Linked DNA regions of Mus musculus: region 2 is linked to region 1. The links are chromatin contacts, called in public ChIA-PET maps. All regions are on one chromosome and are shown on one strand. Each heading gives the region's core, a stretch centred on a gene start, on an enhancer-like site or on the middle of the called end of the contact. The rest is flanking DNA. Distances are from core to core; before and after follow the strand shown. Region 1 holds the start of Thap7 (THAP domain containing 7). Region 2 overlaps Med15 (mediator complex subunit 15).

Region 1 (6,495 bases), core at 779-3,278:
AATAACCAATACCAAAGTCCAGCCAGCACTCAACTCGTCACCGGTACAGAAATCAACATTTGAATAGTACAAAGACAACCTTTACACTGTGGGAAAAAAAAGATTACCCCGACAGACTGTGGTCTGCTAATCTAATACACTTGGAAGGTCCCTGCCCCCGCTGCAACACTTACCTCTCCTCCCTCTGACTTGAGCTACGTCAGTTAGCCCCACTATTTCAATAAAATACTCACCACTGCCTGAGACCCTGCTCCCCAGCTCCTCTGCATCCTGAGACCACCAGTGATCAACGCCCAGTCGGGAGCAAAGGACCCACATCTGGGGCTCAAACAGGGATGCTCGGAAGATGGCAAGGATTTCCTTCTGAGGGACATCAGCATCCCAACCTGAGGATCCTCAGCTGGTTCTTCCTTCTTCCTTTACCTTCAATTTGAGGCATCGCAAGGGACTGACTACGGTGAAGGGGCAACTTCTTTTGGTCGGGGCTAGCCTTGAACAGGCTGAATCAGACCTTGTTTTACCACAGTTGCCTAGCCCACCTAGGGTGGAGTCTTCTAACCTAGGTGAAGTCTATTGTCTGGCCACATCTTGTGGAGGAGCGCCCTGAAGACTGCCCCTAGGTGGAGCTCACTGCCCTTGAACAGGCCATTGAGTATATTAGAAAATGACCTGCCACATCCACACACACCCTCTTTATGCCCCACTGATGCCTTATGCCCCCTCCTGCCTCCCTCACACCCTAAGAACACTCATAGAACTCTTGAAGGCTCTTTGTCTTCTACCTCCCACACCCACCAACTATGTGAAATTAGAGATTCGTCCAAACTTCAGCACAAATAAAGTAACACCTGGGTTTTCCATGTTTTCAACTCACTTACTCTCTGCCCCTACACTGGTATCCCTACTGGGCCAATGAATTAAAAGAGGTTAGACAATCAAAAGGAGGATGGTACTCATGCACCCTGGGCCAAATCCATTCTTCTGAGTCTTGTGCAGCTCTAAGTACACTACTGAGCCAGCACATCGGTTGGTCCTTCTTGCCCCCTATTCCTTCAATGGGAGGCTTTATATAGGGATGAATGCCTCCAACAGATCAGGAAAAATCAAAACCAACTAAATAGGGGCTTCGATGACCTTTTCAGCCAAGACAACTCCTCTACAGGAGCATAACAGGCTACCCAACCTCGCCGGTACTTAGATCAAGTATGCCTTTGTGCCCTTCAGGCCTGGAGTCCCATAACCTCCCCTTCTGCATCCCAAGATTGTAATTGTTCACCTCTCTTCCCCCAGCAGAAACCCAAGGAACCCATTTCTGACTTTGTTCCTGCTACAAAAGTGAGCCTAGAATGTAAAACGCCTGATCCTGTGGTCAGAGAAATCCCCCTTCAAAGCATCACTGGGGAAACCGTGCTCTCGGAACACACCGGCTAGCGTCTCAGGGTTTGAAAAATGAACATTCCGATAACTGGACAGTTGCTACTTAGTATATTGGGACGGCCTCCCATAAGGTCACTATCTTCACCCAGGCCTTTACAAGGCCATTAAAAGAAAATGTTCTAAATGTGTCGTTAACATTTTATTTTGTGCATGTATATGGGGATCAAAGGACAATTACTGGACGTTGGTTCTCTCCTTCCAGCAGGTTGCGTCCTGGGGATCAAATTCAATCTTCAGGGTTGGTAGCAAGTGCTGAGCCACCAGTCCGTGGCCGAGTTCTTTCAGTAAAGAGCCCAGGTTTTTCTTGGTGGTGGATCTTTTTCAACCAGAGTGTGCGCGTACGTTGTTCAGGGAGCAGTACAGACCACACCCAGCTGCTTCGTCCAAACGACAGACGCTCAAACAAAACAGGGACCCGAAACTACAGATGCAGAAACCTCAACTCGGGAGCGACGATCGCCATCCCTCACTCCCAACATCCGGTGGCCCGCCCCGCCAGGATCTCTTCCGGTCCCGCCCCTTGGGGGCCCGCGCCACGGGCGACGGAGTATCTCTGCTCCCAACTTCCGCGTCGATCCACCCATCGCGAGATTTTGGCGGCGCAGCAATGGCAAGACCGTGAGTACCGCTGACGGGAGTCTATAGAACGAGCTAGGACAAGACTGGTACGGGGTCGGGCCTCGGGGAGCCGACCGGCTCGGGCCCTCTGGAGGGAGTGACAGTTGGGCGTGAAGACAGTCCTCCCCCGACTGCCGCCCACCACCCAGATCCCGCCCCTTCCCCAGATGCCGCGACACTGCTCCGCCGCCGGCTGCTGCACACGGGATACGCGCGAGACTCGCAACCGCGGCATCTCCTTCCACAGGTCAGCGCGCGTGCGTAGTGGCACGCGAGGGCTCATAGCGCAGGCGCCGGTGTTGCCGCACCTTAGGCCTCGCAGGAGACGGCGCTTTCCCGAGGTCGATGTGAGGCTTGAACTTGTGAGCGGGAGGGTGACAGGGAAGGGCGCATAGTCTCGAGTCCAGCCGGAAAAAGGACTGGACGCTTACCTGGCTTGGATTTACAGCTCCGACTCATTCCTGCTAGATGATGCTGAGCCGGCCCCTTTCTTTCTCTCGTTCTCAGTTTCTCCTTTCCCCCAGCGGGTGGTAATCTGAAAGGGTCGCGGGGAGGTCTGCCATTCTTGCTTGGGGAGCTTGGGCATCCTGAACGCAGGACTGTAGACAGTCTGGTGCTCACGGTTTTGTGGCTCTGCAGACTTCCCAAGAAAGACAACCCCAGGCGCGGCTTGTGGCTGGCCAACTGTCAGCGGCTGGACCCCAGCGGCCAGGGCCTGTGGGATCCGACCTCTGAGTACATCTACTTCTGCTCCAAACACTTCGAGGAAAACTGCTTTGAGCTGGTGGGAATCAGGTGGGTCTTTCTGCCAGCTAACACCAGGACAGGTTGTGAGGCATCAGAGCAGTGGGTCAAACGAGGCAGCTCTTTGCCCTGGTGGAGTCCATGCACATCCGCTGGCATGCTCAGAGACAAGCAGACCAGTTGTCAAGCGTGCCAAGCCTCTTTCCAGTTTTGTACAGTTAAAGCATGATCCCAGGATCACTGTGCCAGTGACATTAGAGAAAATCAGGCTTTCCAGGCTGGGGAAATAGCCCCCTTTGCTAAAGACGTGGTATGCAAGCATTAGGACCTGATTTCAGATTCAAGGACCCAAATAAAAAGCCACATGTGATTGCTTGTTCCTTTAATCCCAGTCCTGGAGAAGACAAAACAAAAAGGGGATCCCAAGGACTTATGGAAAAGCTAGTCTAGATGAGTTGTTGAGCCCTGTGTTGAGTTGAGAAACTTGTCTTTAAAAAAATAAGGTGGAAGGGCTGGAGAGATGGCTTAACCATTTTAGAGCATTACAGAGGACTGGGGTTCAATCTACCTCTGAGGGCACGGGTACACATATGTACATGCAGGCAAAATATTCATACACATCAGTAGAGCTGGCTCAGAGGTTACGAGCACTCACTGGCTGTTCTTCCAGAAGACCTGTGTTCATTTCCCACCACCCACATAATGGCTTATAGCAGTCTGGAACTGGAACTGGCTCACTCCAGTTCCAAGTGATCCTTTATCCTTTTCTAACCTCTGTAGGTACTAGGCACGCATTCGGTGAACAGTCATAGGCAAACACTTATACACATAAAAATAAAAAAGGTTTTTAAGGAAAAAAATCTTTAAAAACAAAGGTAGAGAATGATTAAGGAAGTCACCTGAGGTTAGCCGCTCCATGCAAAAGAAAAACAGCTTTTTCATAGGATGGTTAGCACCTAGTTCTTCCAGCCGTCCACCTATCCCTGCTGGTGGGTTCTCCATTCACCTTAACCCGGGAAGCTCATTCACAGGGAAGATGAGTTTGATTTTACCACACGTGGCATTCTTGAGATTGCTACTGGCAGTGTGCCTTGGGGCCTTTCTCATCCCTAGAGGTCCTACGCCTCTGCAGGGCCTTATGTGGGGAATCAGGGGACGTGGCAGCGTTCTTTTCTCCAGCTCATCTGGGCTGCTTTTCCCCACAGTGGGTATCACAGGCTGAAGGAGGGGGCAGTCCCCACCATATTTGAGTCTTTCTCCAAGTTGCGTCGAACAGCCAAGACCAAGGGGCATGGTTATCCACCTGGCCTGCCTGACGTCAGCCGGCTCCGGCGATGCAGGAAGCGGTATGTGCTGCAGGACCGGGGGATGCCCCACCCTCACCCCAGGGCTGAGGGGCTGGACCTAGGGTGAATGCCAGCATCTTCACTGAACTATTTTGCTATCTAGACCCAGTAAAGGGGGCTCAGATGTTAGGGAGACTAAATGGGCTAATGAGAGGAGCCTGGCATGCCTTAGTTTCTTTCTGTTTCCCCTCCAGCTGCTCCGAAAGACAAGGACCCACAACTCCCTTTTCTCCACCTCCTCGTGCCGATATCATCTGCTTCCCTGTGGAAGAAGCCTCAGCACCTGCCACTCTGCCCGCATCCCCAGCTGTGAGGCTGGACCCTGGCCTTAACAGCCCCTTCTCAGATCTCCTGGGCCCTCTAGGTGCTCAGGCGGATGAAGCGGGCTGTAGCACACAGCCCTCACCAGAGCAGCACCCCTCCCCTCTTGAGCCACAGCCTGCCTCCCCATCTGCATACATGTTACGGCTGCCACCTCCTGCTGGAGCCTACATCCAGAATGAGCACAGCTACCAAGTGGGGAGCGCCTTGCTCTGGAAGAGGCGAGCTGAAGCAGCTCTTGATGCTCTGGACAAGACCCAGCGCCAGCTGCAGGCCTGCAAGCGGCGGGAGCAGCGGCTTAGGCTGCGACTGACCAAGCTGCAGCAGGAACGGGCACGGGAGAAGCGAGCACAGGCAGATGCCCGCCAGACTCTGAAGGACCATGTACAGGACTTTGCTATGCAGTTGAGCAGCAGTATGGCCTGAGAGAGGGACTACATGCCCAGGCTCTGGCTTCTTTTTCTCAGAGACACTTGACCAGAACTGCATCCACTGGGCTGGCCAAATGTTACAATAAAGTGGATGCTAGAAAGAGACTGCTGTTTGGCTTGGCTGGAGGTGCCCGGCTCCTCCCCAGACCATGGCCAAAACCCTAGAGAGCTCAGATCCTGGCATGCCACCTCTTGACCCTGGTTAAATCTCTGTTTGCAGTCCCTCTGCCTGTATAGTTACTCATGTAAGAAAGTCAGCTCCTCAGAGGTTAGCTCTGCCCCCTCCCCCTCTTTGAGTCAGGGTTTCATATAGTCCAGGCTGGTGTGTTTGTAGCCATACAGATAGGTGCCATCATGACCAGTGTCAGACTTGGAATGTATGTAGAGGCACAAGCTTCAGCCCATGGGCCTCATGTTTGGCCAGTCTCTTGCATTGACCACACTCCTGGCCCCTTTGCCCTCAAAACCAACATAGGGCACCCTACACTTGTCAGGCTGTAAGGCTGTACCTAGAGAAATGCTTTTGGATATAGTGTTTGAGGTCCTGGCCTAGATACTATATACCTTGGGAATGTAGGCTTCTCGCTTCAGCCGTGTCCATGGTAAACATCAAGTGTACACCCTTTCCCTGCTGTTCCTTAGCTCAAGCACAGTTGAGGTGATGGCTGTAGTTGGTACACAAGGTTCTCAGAGTTTTCTTTTTTGGAGCTCTGGGTGTATATTTATTTGTGTCCTGTGTAGGAGGGATGGTTGAAGGGCCAGTTACAGTGGGCATCATGAAGATTTCACATGGTCCTTCAGAATAGGTTTGGACGAGGCCACCTTTGGGAAGTGGCTCTGACAACGCAGCTGACTCATAACAAGCCTGCCTGGCTGGCCCCTTCCACTCAGCTTAGCTGCTACTTGAGTCAGCTACCAGCCTCAGCTTGTGCCAGGTACCTCCCTGTATTCCCAGCGCATCTTGCAACCAGACCACTTCTTGTCTGTCATTTTGGGACACTGCCACCCTGGGCACCTTTCTACCCAGAGTCCCACAGCATGGGGTGAATGAAGCACAGAAGAGAAATGTGTTCTAAGGCCAGGAAGAGCCAAACAGAAAATGAGTTCTGGTTTCCTAGGAAATAAGACAGAGTAGGTTCCTGAACTCAAAAAACAGGTCCACTGTGCTGTATTGGGATATAGGCTTTCGTGGCCTGCTGTCAGATAACAAGGATGGATACCTTGGACAGTCTAGGGCTCTGTGGAAATAGGTATGCAGTTTCTTCTCCCTTGTGACTGACACAATGTATTGACATGGGCAGAACAGGGAAAATGTACTAAACCCACATCTATCCTGAGCTGTATAACTGTCACATGCTACAGGAGGGCAGACCAGTGATGGCAACCATGTCAGGCAAGTGTGTAAGCAGCATTGCCACACCTGTAATAGAGGCATGGCCATGACAGAATACAGACATAGGAACATCTCCACTCTTTCTCTGGCCCAAATATGCACACTGTGTGGCCCAGAACATGCAGCCTCTGGGAGGCTGAGCTATGCTTACTGCCCTATGGGCTGGGAGCAAAACCTTCCAAAGTTCATGTCTAAGATCTGACCA
Region 2 (6,126 bases), core at 1,413-3,912, 160 kb before region 1:
AGTCCCCAGCAGAGTAATTCCAGGAGGAGTGTGTTGCTGATACTGAGCCCCTTCTACTTGTATCCTGGAGAGGGGAGTGCTTGCTTGCTGCTCTCAGATACAGCTGGCTTTGCCACAACACTCTGGAACCTCCCATGTTCCATGGAAGAAAAGTCAAGACTCCTAGATTGGCACTTCTGCTACAGGCCCTGCCTCTGACCCTGGCCTCATTTTTGACCATGTCATATATATGTAGTTGGCCCTGTGATTCCCACAGGAAGCTCCTTGGATCCTATAAAAGAGATGCTGGCTTTGTGCTACACATCCCTGAGGCAGGGGTCTAGAGTCATCTTTGGTTTCTCTGTTCAGGGAGGCAGCCAATGCTGGAAAAGTTGAGGGTAGAACTTGCCGGGTAGAATTGGAAGAAGACTTTCCAGGCTAGTACAGCACCAGCCTCTATGTGACCTTCTTTCAGTGTGTTAGTTCTCAGGAGTGGAAATTAGAAGTGAAGGAAGAGGCTGAACGATAACTCAGCAATTACAAGACCATACTGTTCTCGAAGACAACTCAAGTTCAGTTCCCAGTACCCATGTAGGATGGTTCACAGCAGCCTAAAATTCCATGGACACCTGTGCTCACATGCATATCACCTACTGACCCCACCTCACTCCATTCCTGCCCCAACCTCTACACCCACACAATTTTGATTTAAAGCTGGATGCATGCTTTTTAATCTTAGCACTTAGGAGGCAGACGCAGGTGGATTTGAGGCCGGCCTGGTGCCTGGTCTACATATTAAACTCTAGACTAGCCAGGGCTATAAGTGAGACCTTCTCCAAATAAATAAAATAAACAATCTATTTTTTAAAGAAAAAGTGACGGCCTAGAGAGATGGCTCAGCAGTTAAGAGCACTGGCTGCTCTTCCAGAGGTTCTGAGTTCAATTCCTAGCAACCACATGGTGGCTCATAATCATCTGTAATGGGGTCTGATGCCCTCTTCTGGTGTGTCTGAAGACAGCTACAGTGTACTCATACATATAACAATAAATAAATCTTTTAGAAAAAGAAAAAGTGACAAAAAATAGCAGAAAATGAAGTGATATTGAGTAGAGACAGACAGTGTGTTTTTGTGTACAAGTACATGGACAGACAGATTTCCAGAGCTATGGGCTCCTCTGTGGATGGGTAACATACATTTGTTTTCTTTGAAAAGCATTGTTGAGATTGAATTAAGGTATATCAAATTCACTCACTGGAGGTATATAGTTCAATCATGCAGGGTAGAGTTAGAGACTTTACACAAGTTTGTAGGCATTAGCAGTCACACTCCATTTCCTGGCCACCAGCAGATACTCACCTACTTTATTGCAGTGGGCTTTCCCACCTGAAGTTGCTTTATCAGCATAGTCAGCATGACTTGGGTTTTTTGTAACTTACTTTTTTCACATAGCACAATCTTATCAGGGTTCATACATTGACCATGTTGTAGTGCATACCTGATTCTTTTTTCTTCTTTTCAAGCCAAGATTTCATGGTGTAGACTAGACTAGACTGGCCTCAACAGAGATCACCTACTTCTATATTAAAAAGGCATGTGCCGCTGTGACCATCCCTGATCTCTCTCTTTGTTGAGTCATATTTCATCTTGGATGGCTGTATCATTTTCTGTATATTGATGAATCAGACTTCATTTGAGTGGTTTTCATTTTAGAGCTATCATGAAAAATGACTTATTTTAAATACTCATGTACTAGGGGGTGTTGTTGTTTTTGTCTTGAGACAGGATTTCTCTGTGTAGCCCAGGTTGTTCTGGAACTCATTCTGTAGACCAGGCTGTCCTCAAATTCGGAGATCTGCCTGCCTCTGCCTCCTGAGTGCTGGGATTAAAGGAATGTGCTACCACCACCCAGCTTCATCTACTAGTTTTTTTTTTTTCCATTTTTTATTAGGTATTTAGCTCATTTACATTTCCAATGCTATACCAAAAGTCCCCCATACCCACCCACCCCCACTCCCCTACCCACCCACTCCCCCTTTTTGGCCCTGGCGTTCCCCTGTACTGGGGCATACAAAGTTTGCGTGTCCAATGGGCCTCTCTTTCCAGTGATGGCCGATTAGGCCATCTTTTGATACATATGCAGCTAGAGTCAAGAGCTCCGGGGTACTGGTTAGTTCATAATGTTGTTCCACCTATAGGGTTGTCTACTAGTTTTTTGTTTGTTTGTTTGTTTGTCTGTTGATTTGAAGACTTCTTTCATTTCTCTTAGGAAAACAAAAACTCTGTACATACTTGGGGCTCACGTTTCTAAACTGTTTTCTCGAGTAGCTGTGTTGTGCCAGTTCACAAGCCCCAAAAGACCACAAAGGAGCTGATACTGATGCAGTCTAACTAGGGTCTCTTTTATTCAAGCTTGGCTCACTCACCACCAACCCTGACACAGCAGGATGGTCGAGTGCAGCCCCGAGCCCTCAGTGGGACAAGGTTTTATAGGAAATGGTGAGCTAAGAGGGGATTTTAGCCCGGCAAGCATCTAGTTGAATGACTGCTGTAAGACTACTGTAATGACTACTGTGGGTGCTCTGAAGCAAAACCACAAACAATCACAAAAGGTCTGAAAGGACATCTCAGACAATCAGAGTAATCTTGATTGGCTGTTGCTAGGAAGTAGCTAGGGGGTAACTCTGGGGTATGGGGCAAGGACAAGCCATGGGGTTCTTCCTGGTACTTGGGTGCAGCTTGGGTTCAGCTGCAGGTCAAGTTCTCAGGCTCTTCTTTTTTTTTTTTTAAAGATAGAGGCCAGTCCCAAGATTGAGTAGGTTTGTCCTCTAAGCTGTGTGTCATCTACCAGCCACATAAGGCTCTGTTGCCCCCAACAATCACCAATGTCTTTGCTATGTCCGTGTGTGAGAAGTGGTCACCAGTGCTTCTGATTGCTGTTTGTCTTCGTAGTGATGATGTCACACGTCTCTGTAGTGCTTTTGAGCCATCTGTAAACATTCTGTGGAAAAATGTCCATGTTTATCTTTTGGTCTTCTTTTAATTGACTTGTTGATCTTTTTAGTAGTTTTTTTTTTAAAGATTTATTTAGTTATTTATTTTATGTATATGGGTACACTGTAACTGAACAGATGGTTGTGAGCCTTCATGTGGTTGTTGGGGATTGAATTTTTAGGACCTCTGCTTGCTCTGGTTGGACCCACTTGCTCCAGACACACCAGAAGAGGGTGTCAGATCTCATTATGGGTGGTTGTGAACCACCATGTGGTTGCTGGGATTTGAACTCAGGATCTTCAGAAGAGCAGTCAGTGCTCTTACCCACTGAGCCATCTTGCCAGCCCTAGTAGTTTTTTATATATTTGGATACCTAGATCATTTAATTTGCAAATATCTCAGAGATGGAATATTTTATTGTTGAGGTCTATGGTGGTGGTGGGGGAGGGGGAGGGGGAGGGAGGGAGGTTACTGCTCTTGCCAGGTACTTGGGCAAAGTACTTTATCACTGAGGTATATCCACAGCCCTATTATGACCTTTCTTTTATTTTTGAAATATGGTTTCTCATATACCCCTCATTGTCTTGGAACTTGCTAGAGCAAGCTGACCTCAAACTTCCAGAAATTTGTTTGCTTGTCTCCTGAGTGCTGGGATTAAAGTCATACACTACAGTGAAAGGAATTTTGGTAAAGACGTAATTGAAGTCGGGTGTAATGGTGCACACCTTTAATCTTAGCACTTGGAGGCAGAGGCAGCTGGGTTTCTGTGAGTTTGGGGCCCATTTGGACTACATAGTGAGTTCTAAGACAGCTGGAGCTACATACATAATGAGACGCTGTATGTGCTGGGGCTGCGAGGTGGGGGTGGGGACAGATAGACAGGACCAGATGACAACAACAAAAACCTGACTTGAATCATTTATTTCCAAAATGTAAATTTTGTTGGTTCAGCTTGCTTATACCAGTCTAAAACTTAATGGCTTAAAGGTATAACCCTTTGGTTCTCCTAAGTCAGTGGGAAGCTTCACTCATGATTGCATGTCCCTCTAACCTACATGACTCTTACAGTGTCACTAGTGGCATAACTTAGACCTTATTATGTCACTGTGTTTGTGTTTCTGGAGGGAAGAGATGGAAGCTTTTAGTCTTCAGAAGTCCTAGAACATTCTTTGGATACCAGAAGTTTAAGGCCAGTGCAGGAGGTTCAGAGAGAAACTGCCTCTGCCTTTTGGTGTGATCAGGAGCCTGTTTGGACCAGGGAGTACAATGACTATCGCATAGCCACCACAGACACCAGCCAACTCAGACCTTTCCAGTGGCTGATGAATAGGTACCAAAGGAGGCACTAGAGGTCAGCCTTTCATCTGTGCAGTTCACTCTGCCTTGTCTTTGAGTCACAGCCTATTGACTGTTATAAGTAGTACCTTGATGATTTCTTTTGAAGCTGTCTCTAACTCCCTGACTACACAAGGAGGCCCTGACTAACTGGAAGAGAACAGATTGTAAAAGCACTGTTGGCCAGTCTGTATTTTTGTTTTATTTTGCATTTATTTATTTATTTGAGACAGGGACTCACCATGACGCTTTTGACTAGCCTGAAACTTACAGATATCACCTGCCTCTGTCTCCCATGTGCTGGGATTGAAGGCGTATGCCCATGCCTGGAAATCTCTGTAGTTTTTCTGGACAGTGTGTTTGAGCACTGACATCTGACTGCCCTCTTTACCTGCTCTTCCCCATGGAGGTAGGTGCCTATATTGTAGTGAGAACCTTTCAAATTGTGGAAGAAGGGAATGAGCTTTCCTTGAAATCCTGACAAGCATGCAGGTCCACAAGCACCCACCACCTGAAGGAAGCCAGGATTTCATTAGGCGCGCTGGCTGTCCAGTGCAGACTCATGGCAAGGAGAACCATGAATGTTCTTGTCTGGAAGTGTGTACCACACTTTTGGTTGGTGGTGGGCACAGGCGTCCACTGTGTGGGCTTGTGTGTAAAGCTCTCCTCATACTGACATTTTCTGACTTCACATTTCATGACTCACTTATAGACTCTAAAGTTATGTGCATGATAAGTCCATATGACAAGTACTTAAAATATTTGAGCCCACCTGATTCCCCACTCAGCCCTATGAAGTGGTAGATTAGTTACTTATCTTGATGCTGTGACAAAATACCTTAAAAGAAGCAACTTATGGAAGAAAGGGTTCATTTCCCTTTACAGTTGAAGGGCATACAGTCCAGCATAACTAGAATGCAATGGCAGCAGGAGCATGAGGCCCATTGCAGCTACAGCCAGGAAGCAGCAGATGCTGGCACTCAACTGGCTAGCTTTTTTTTTTTTTTTTTTTTTAAATGCAGTCCAGGACACCAGCCCAAGGAAAAGTGCTTCCTACAGCTAGACTGGTTCTTCCTACTTCAGTTAAACTATCTACATAAGCACTCATAGACATGTGCACAGAGGTGTCTCTTTGGTGATTCCTGGTCTTAACAATATTAACTATCATAAGTAGTTACAGATGGACTCAAAGATTCTAATTCCCTACCCAGACTAATGGAGAGTAGGGAGTGACTGAGGGGTTTGGGTGTCAGAACTGACAGCCATGTCTCTTACTATCTTCCATCTACCAAAGCACAAAGTATAAAAACCCACTTATCCCTGATGTCCTTAATACCTGTGAGTTGCACTCCTCTCTCTCTCTCTCTAAAGGAGGTTAAGGGAGAAAATACAGTCAAGATCTGGAGTGATGGGCCGTGTTAGTAATGGAAGCTTCATAGACTCTGACCTGGGGGACAGAGTTAGCACTCATTGGATGAGAAGACGTCACCAATGCATAGCAGGACTGTAGCACACACTGTCTAGAGAACAAGATTCTTTCTGTCCCATTTGAATATATCTTTCGCTATTCCACTTACTTGCCCAGAGGTGAGACCCTGTAAATACTCTATGTAAGAGCTTTTTTTTTTTTTTTTTTTTTTTTTTTTTTTCTGTCTAGTTTTGTTTGGTTGGTTTGTTTTAGACAAGTCTCTACATAGGTTTGGCTGTACTGGAACTCACCATGTAGGCCCGGCTGGCCATACCTCTACCTCCTAAGCACTGGGATTAAAGTCATTCACCATCACACTGGCCTCAAACTCATTCAGATATAAGTTCTTAT

What was found. ChIA-PET counts read pairs in DNA pulled down with a chosen protein or histone mark.
Region 2: an RNA polymerase II ChIA-PET map of memory CD8 T cells shows a contact between it and region 1, with 14 read pairs. The contact joins the enhancer-like site here to the promoter of Thap7 in region 1. A contact is called at or near these places in 3 of 115 datasets of contacts at active chromatin or transcription factors (cardiomyocytes, embryonic stem cells and memory CD8 T cells) and 2 of 9 other capture datasets (adipose tissue and liver).

What each region holds. Positions count from the first base shown.
Region 1 is chr16:17,526,585-17,533,079 of GRCm38.p6, reverse strand. Thap7 (THAP domain containing 7) reads left to right here and starts at 2,028. Exons shown (of 5, transcript NM_026909.2): 1 at 2,028-2,055; 2 at 2,223-2,302; 3 at 2,695-2,850; 4 at 4,005-4,145; 5 at 4,340-5,098. The coding sequence starts at 2,223. The coding sequence ends at 4,892.
Region 2 is chr16:17,691,462-17,697,587 of GRCm38.p6, reverse strand. The region is part of intron 2 of Med15 (mediator complex subunit 15); the gene reads left to right. Among named protein-coding and RNA genes, the nearest start is that of Med15, 28 kb to the left of the region's middle. Within about 2 kb of position 2,662, at least 14 of the 459 cell types and tissues checked have an H3K27ac peak or open chromatin away from gene starts, as enhancers often do. A contact at or near this core is called in memory CD8 T cells, where this site is marked.